Linked DNA regions of Triticum aestivum: region 2 is linked to region 1. A link is a contact called in public Hi-C data. All regions are on one chromosome and are shown on one strand. Each heading gives the region's core, a stretch centred on a gene start, on an enhancer-like site or on the middle of the called end of the contact. The rest is flanking DNA. Distances are from core to core; before and after follow the strand shown. Region 1 holds the start of LOC123055609 (scar-like domain-containing protein WAVE 5). Region 2 holds the start of LOC123051422 (receptor-like protein 7).

What was found. A called contact is a pair of places that touch in the nucleus more often than the background predicts.
Region 2: a Hi-C map of leaf shows a contact between it and region 1, with 2.6 times the contacts expected there. The contact joins the promoter of LOC123051422 here to the promoter of LOC123055609 in region 1. A contact is called at or near these places in 2 of 5 Hi-C or Micro-C datasets (both in leaf).

The regions. Positions count from the first base shown.
Region 1 is chr2D:40,606,037-40,608,839 of IWGSC CS RefSeq v2.1, forward strand. LOC123055609 (scar-like domain-containing protein WAVE 5) reads right to left here and starts at 1,419. Exons shown (of 5, transcript XM_044479552.1): 1 at 1,265-1,419; 2 at 1,045-1,195; 3 at 899-936; 4 at 663-815; 5 at 1-552. The coding sequence starts at 1,419.
Region 2 is chr2D:40,770,513-40,773,315 of IWGSC CS RefSeq v2.1, forward strand. It overlaps LOC123051422 (receptor-like protein 7), which reads left to right and starts at 1,440. Exons shown (of 1, transcript XM_044474289.1): 1 at 1,440-2,803. The coding sequence starts at 1,519.

The sequences.
Region 1 (2,803 bases), core at 169-2,668:
GGTACGTCTTCAGAATGCACTAGATTGCTGTTACGAAAATTCTCTGCTGATTCATACTCAAGCAGCAGCTTCTTAGCCATGTTCCGGAAGGATTTTGTTAACGGGTCACTGTGCTTCTTGACAGATAGCTTGCTCGGCGAGCTTTCGACCCTTGAGGCGATGAAGTCGACAAGGGGGCTACGAGAATTTGTCGCATTGTTGGCATTCTCGTCGGCCTTGTTTGTGCCATGGCTGGAAGATCCATCAGTATTGTCTGGTGTGTTTTCACACGCATCAGTACAACAGGCTACACTTGGAGAGAGCCATGCCCCGAACGAACTGGTCCTGTCAACGAGGTCACTGCTCCTCTCCTTGTTCGCTGGTACTGCAGGGCATGGCGCTTCGGAGTTTGATGCTTCAGGCGAATCAGCTGAAGACAAAACGTGTGGTTCAGATGCTTCATCTTGTGACGAACCCTGATTCTGAAAGTTGTGCTTTTGACGCCTCTTTCTTCTGATCATGTGACGATATTTAAGTTGTTGGAGCATATCGGACAATGCGCCTGTTTTAAATCTACAGGAGGTTCAAATGTCAGGTTAATTTGGATGCTAAAACACTTAGAAGGAAAACTGGAAAGAAGGGAGAAGTGAGATAGGGAAAGTTAAGAAGTGTTACTCACTTACTTGGAGTATTTGTTATGGTGGGCTTCCTTGGCAGGGGGTTTGGAATGGTTGTCTGAACTCTGAAGGTCTGATTCATGCTGTGCAGAGTGGGCTCTGAAGAAGGAGGGGTCGGTGTATCTCTTCAAGCACGCTCCCTCGCCACCAGCATCATACCTGCACCCAAAACAAGCTAAAATTAACCAGGAAAAAAATATCCTTTTTGAGCTGTTTAATTTTTGGTATAGAAGTGTTGTTACTTGTCCAGCATTGACAGCTGCGGAGGCCCGTGGCATCGCTAGATGAACTTTTCGATGGAGCACGGCCTTGTTCCTCCCACCAGAGTCACCGGCCGATCGACACCGTGGCCTGCGACGCCACACAGAGCTTCTAGCCGATGAAGTACACAAGCCTGTCCATTCCAACGACGGCGGAGCCGCTCCTCGATGAGTGGCAGCTCCGCCTCGAGCCGCCGCGCCCCCAGCGCGAGGCCGCACGCCCGTGCAGGCACCGCCGTGGCCTGGTCATGCAGGCCGTCGAACACCTCCGCGGCGAGCCTGAAGAAGATCAGATTCAGGGGCTAGTCTGGTGAATTTGTAGCAGCCAGCAGGATAGGAGCAACGTACTGTGCGAGGTCCCCGAGCTGGCGGAGGAGGCCCACGAAGCCGGCCATGGCGTCACCCGCATCCTGGACGACGACAGCTTCGGGGAGCTCGTCGGCCTTGGTGGTGAGCTTGGGCCTTGCCAGTGTTGGGGCCAGAAGGTGAGCACTCTGCTCCATGCGCGCATGCAGGTGCTGGCTCATGTGACGGCTCGTGGCAAACGACTGACATGTAGCCATTGACGCGCCCTGACCTCCAGGCAGTGCAAGGACACGACGACACCCCGCACCCACGAGCGTCCGGTGAGGTGACAGAGCACCGCACGGTCGGTCCCCTAGAGCAGGAGGAGGTACCACCGTACCTTCGTACTGTGCATGCTTCATGCTTGTGCACTGCGCCATGTTAATACATACGGAATACGGTTTTGTACCGCACGTCACGTTGCGGCTACTGAACGACTGCCTACAAAATGCATTTACAAGCTACGGAAAATCGTTAGGTTCTTACCGTAGTATAAAAGGTTCTCAATTTATGATAAGCCAACCTGTAATAGGCAAGGAATATTGTGTATTTGCCATGAACGTAAATGACATGTGCATATAGGTGATGTTTTTATGAATATTTTTATATTCTATTTTGCATTCGTCGGAGTTTCAGTCAAACAACTTTGACCAAATGGAAGGGCATTCTTGTGACCTAAAATGCTTTTTACGAGCAAACTTGAGCACATCAAAAAGTTAAGAGTAAATTTGAGTAGTGGGTTCGAGTTAAGGACACAAATATAAATGTCCCTTAATTAAATTGAAAATGATCCAATTCCTCCAGCTCAGCTCCAGGCAACAACACAACAACCGCGAGCTAGCTGTGTTTTGTACCATGCCACCGGACAAATATCAGGTAGGCCAACCCAGTGTCATGAGTCGCGAGATCGCATGACCTACCTATCCTCTCAGTGTTAGTTCACTGCAAACCAATCAAATCATGTGCATCAGTGCATGTATTCATGAACGGATTCATTTGGGACGTGGGCGGGGCTTTTCTGGGCTGGCACGAAACCCGACTGCCATGGCACGACACAAACTAAATGGGCCGGGTTGGGCCTAAAAATAGAGAAAATGGCAGCACAACCCGGCATGGTGATGCAGGCCATGCATGGGCCTGCTTGGCCCAATTGTGTCCAAAATCTTGGTAAACTTGTGTTGTAATATCCAAAAAGGCTTTCGTCCCGCTTTATATATAAAGCAACATGGCCGAACAGATACAAAGTTATGAAAGAAACTTCATACAAAGCAGATCAAAAATAGAACAAGATTACAAGTGTGCCCACACTCCACCGAGACACACCCGAGGCTACTAACAAAAGAGAGACTGCGCCTGCATGAGAAACCACCGGACGTCGATGCAAGACACACACCAAGTTGTCGCTGGCGTGGGCACCCCTGCCCTCTCGCTCTGGACCGTGGAGCACCGATCCTTCCTGCAGACAACAAGGACCGAGAGCGATGCCCTGGACGTCACGTGTAAAGGATAGGAAGCTGTCGGTACCGCCCCAAGCCAGAGCTG
Region 2 (2,803 bases), core at 190-2,689, 160 kb after region 1:
TTACAAGAGCAAACCTCGTGTGGTCGGCAGCACATTATCCAACTCTACTCCAATCCAGTGGTGCCGAAATTTTTGGTTTTTTTATATGGCCCGTCCAGTCTCCATGAAGTAATTGCTGATGTTTACAGGAATTGTTGTGGTGAGTAGGCTGTTTGGAGATCTATGATATTAATGGTACTCCTTCCATTTTTATATACAAGGTGACAAACTTATATTAAAGGTATCAACGTAAAATTTAATGCATACTTTGCAAGCCAATTTTTTTTCGTTTACTGAAATAATTAATACGCAACATGCATGCAAGGAAACTGAGTGGAGGAGGTTGCTAGTGTCATTATGACGGCATGCATTCAAGTATTAAACATGTTGCTAGTACGAGGAAATATCATTACTCCCTCCGTCTAGGTGTATAAGTCATCTTACGTTATGCACCGCGACCAAGGCGGAGAGGAAAACGAGAAAATTTAATGTTTTTTTGCTAATTAATAGCATTGCATGCAATGAACTAACCACTGCATGTCATGTTTGATAGTCTTAAAGTCATTGAAAGCATGCACGGCCCACATCTCTTATTGGTTGATATGTCACAAAACAAGAAACGATGAGGAAGTTAATGCATCGCGCCTAAGTGTTTTGGGATTATTTGGTTTTCTTAAGGTGACTTACACACCTAGACGGAGGGAGTAATTCTTTCCTCGATTACTGTTGGTTGCCTTGTATAGATGCAAAACGTATACTCCCTCCATTCCAAAATATAGTGCGTCCGCGTTTTCCGAGGTTCAACTTTGACCATAAATTTAACCAACGAGACCGACTGCGGCGGGACAAAAAATTATATAATTGAAAACTTCTTTTGAATACGAATTTACTGGTATAACTTTTGCTCTCACCGTAATCGGCCTCGTTGGTTAAATTTATGGTCAAAGTTGAAGCGCGGAAATAGAGGAAATACTATATTTTGGAACGGATGGAGTATTCAATAGTGGCCTTATATAAGTAAGAGCAAGTATAATAAGATGGCATAGGCGGGCTGTAAGACATTAAATGTTATATTTTTGATGAGTGGGTGAAGAAAGAAGATAAACGGGCTACTGATTAACAGCCGGCTGTAACACCCGCTTCTAGACACTCTGTGAGAGTGGGATATGGGTCATGTATCAATAAAGTAGTACATATTCATATACAACTATTATACTTGCCGGCTATAAGGTTGAGGGAGTAATTGGGTACAAATGTACATTGACTAGTTCAACAAGAATCTAAGTGGCCAAGCAGAAATGCATCATGACCCAAGATAACGATGTGTCTGGACACTATGCGATTGCAAGAGAAAACCTCGTGGTCGGCTTTGCTGCCAGCCGTGCGTTCTTGTTAGCTCACTACACAAAAATTTAAAGGCCAGACTGCATGTAGCTGCTCATAACCGTGTACATAAACGCATGAGGCAGGGTACAAATTTATCAATCTCTGCTCTTTCAGTCCTGTGCCACCCAACCAAACAAAGCCGTCGTTGCACATATGCCCGCCATGATGGCACATCTCCTGCCATTAGCGCTGCTGCTGCTGTTCCTCCTACAAATCAAGCTCGTGGCAATAAGCTCGCTTCTCCCTTCGGCTGGTACGTTCGCCAACCACACCACCATAATACCTGTTCGATGCTTGCCGGACGAGGCGTTGGCACTGCTCCGGCTGAAACTTTCCTTCACCGCCTCCGATGAGTCCGTCGTGGCCTTTCAGTCGTGGAAGGCCAGCACGGACTGCTGCAGTTGGGAGGGCATCCACTGCAGTGGCACTAGCGGCCACGTCATTTCTCTGGATCTGGGTGATCGTGGCTTGGAGAGTAACCATCTCCATTCTGTGCTCTTCGATCTGACCTCCCTCAGGTGTCTCAACCTGGGTGGAAACAACTTCAGTCTTTCCAAAATCCCATCCACCGGGTTTGAGAAGCTCACCAGTCTCACCCATCTCAACCTCTCCAACTCCAACTTCGCGGGACAAGTGCCAGCCTATAGCATTGGCCGCCTCACGGATTTGGTCTCTCTCGACCTGTCCTTCAATTCTGAAATTATTGAGCTGTTTGACGCTGGTTACGTCGTTTATGGTGATTGGACCAACCTGCATCAGCTCACACTGCCTAACTTTACAGCCTTGGTTGCCAATCTTACAAATTTGGAGGAGCTCCATCTTGGTATGATTGACATGTTCGTTCAAGGAGACGAGTGGTGCAATGCTCTAGCCAAGTACACACCAAATCTCCGTGTTCTTAGCTTGCCCTTTTGCTGGCTCACTGGCCCCATTTGTGGATCGCTCGCTGGTTTGCAATCACTATCTATTGTCGATCTCCAGTTCAATCGGTTGACCGGTCCAATTCCAAAATTCTTTTCCAACTTCTCCTCTTTGACTGTTCTCCAACTAAGCTATAATCACCTTGAAGGTCGTTTTCCTTCAGTAATCTTTCGACATAAAAAACTAGTGACTATTGATCTTCGCGCTAATTACAACATATCAGGTAATCTACCGAATTTCTCAACTGATAGTAGTCAGCTTGAAAATTTGCTTGTGGGGCGCACCAATTTCTCCGGTACAATACCAACTTCAATTAGCAATCTCAAATGTTTGAAGAAACTAGGGCTTGATGTGATAGGTTTTGCTGGAGAGCTGCCCTCATCAATTGGTAGGCTTAGATCCTTGAATTCATTGCAGCTCTCTGGGTTAGAACTAGTAGGATCTGTACCATCATGGATCACAAACTTAACATCCCTGGAGGTTCTAGAAGTTTCCCACTGTGGCTTAAATGGACCAA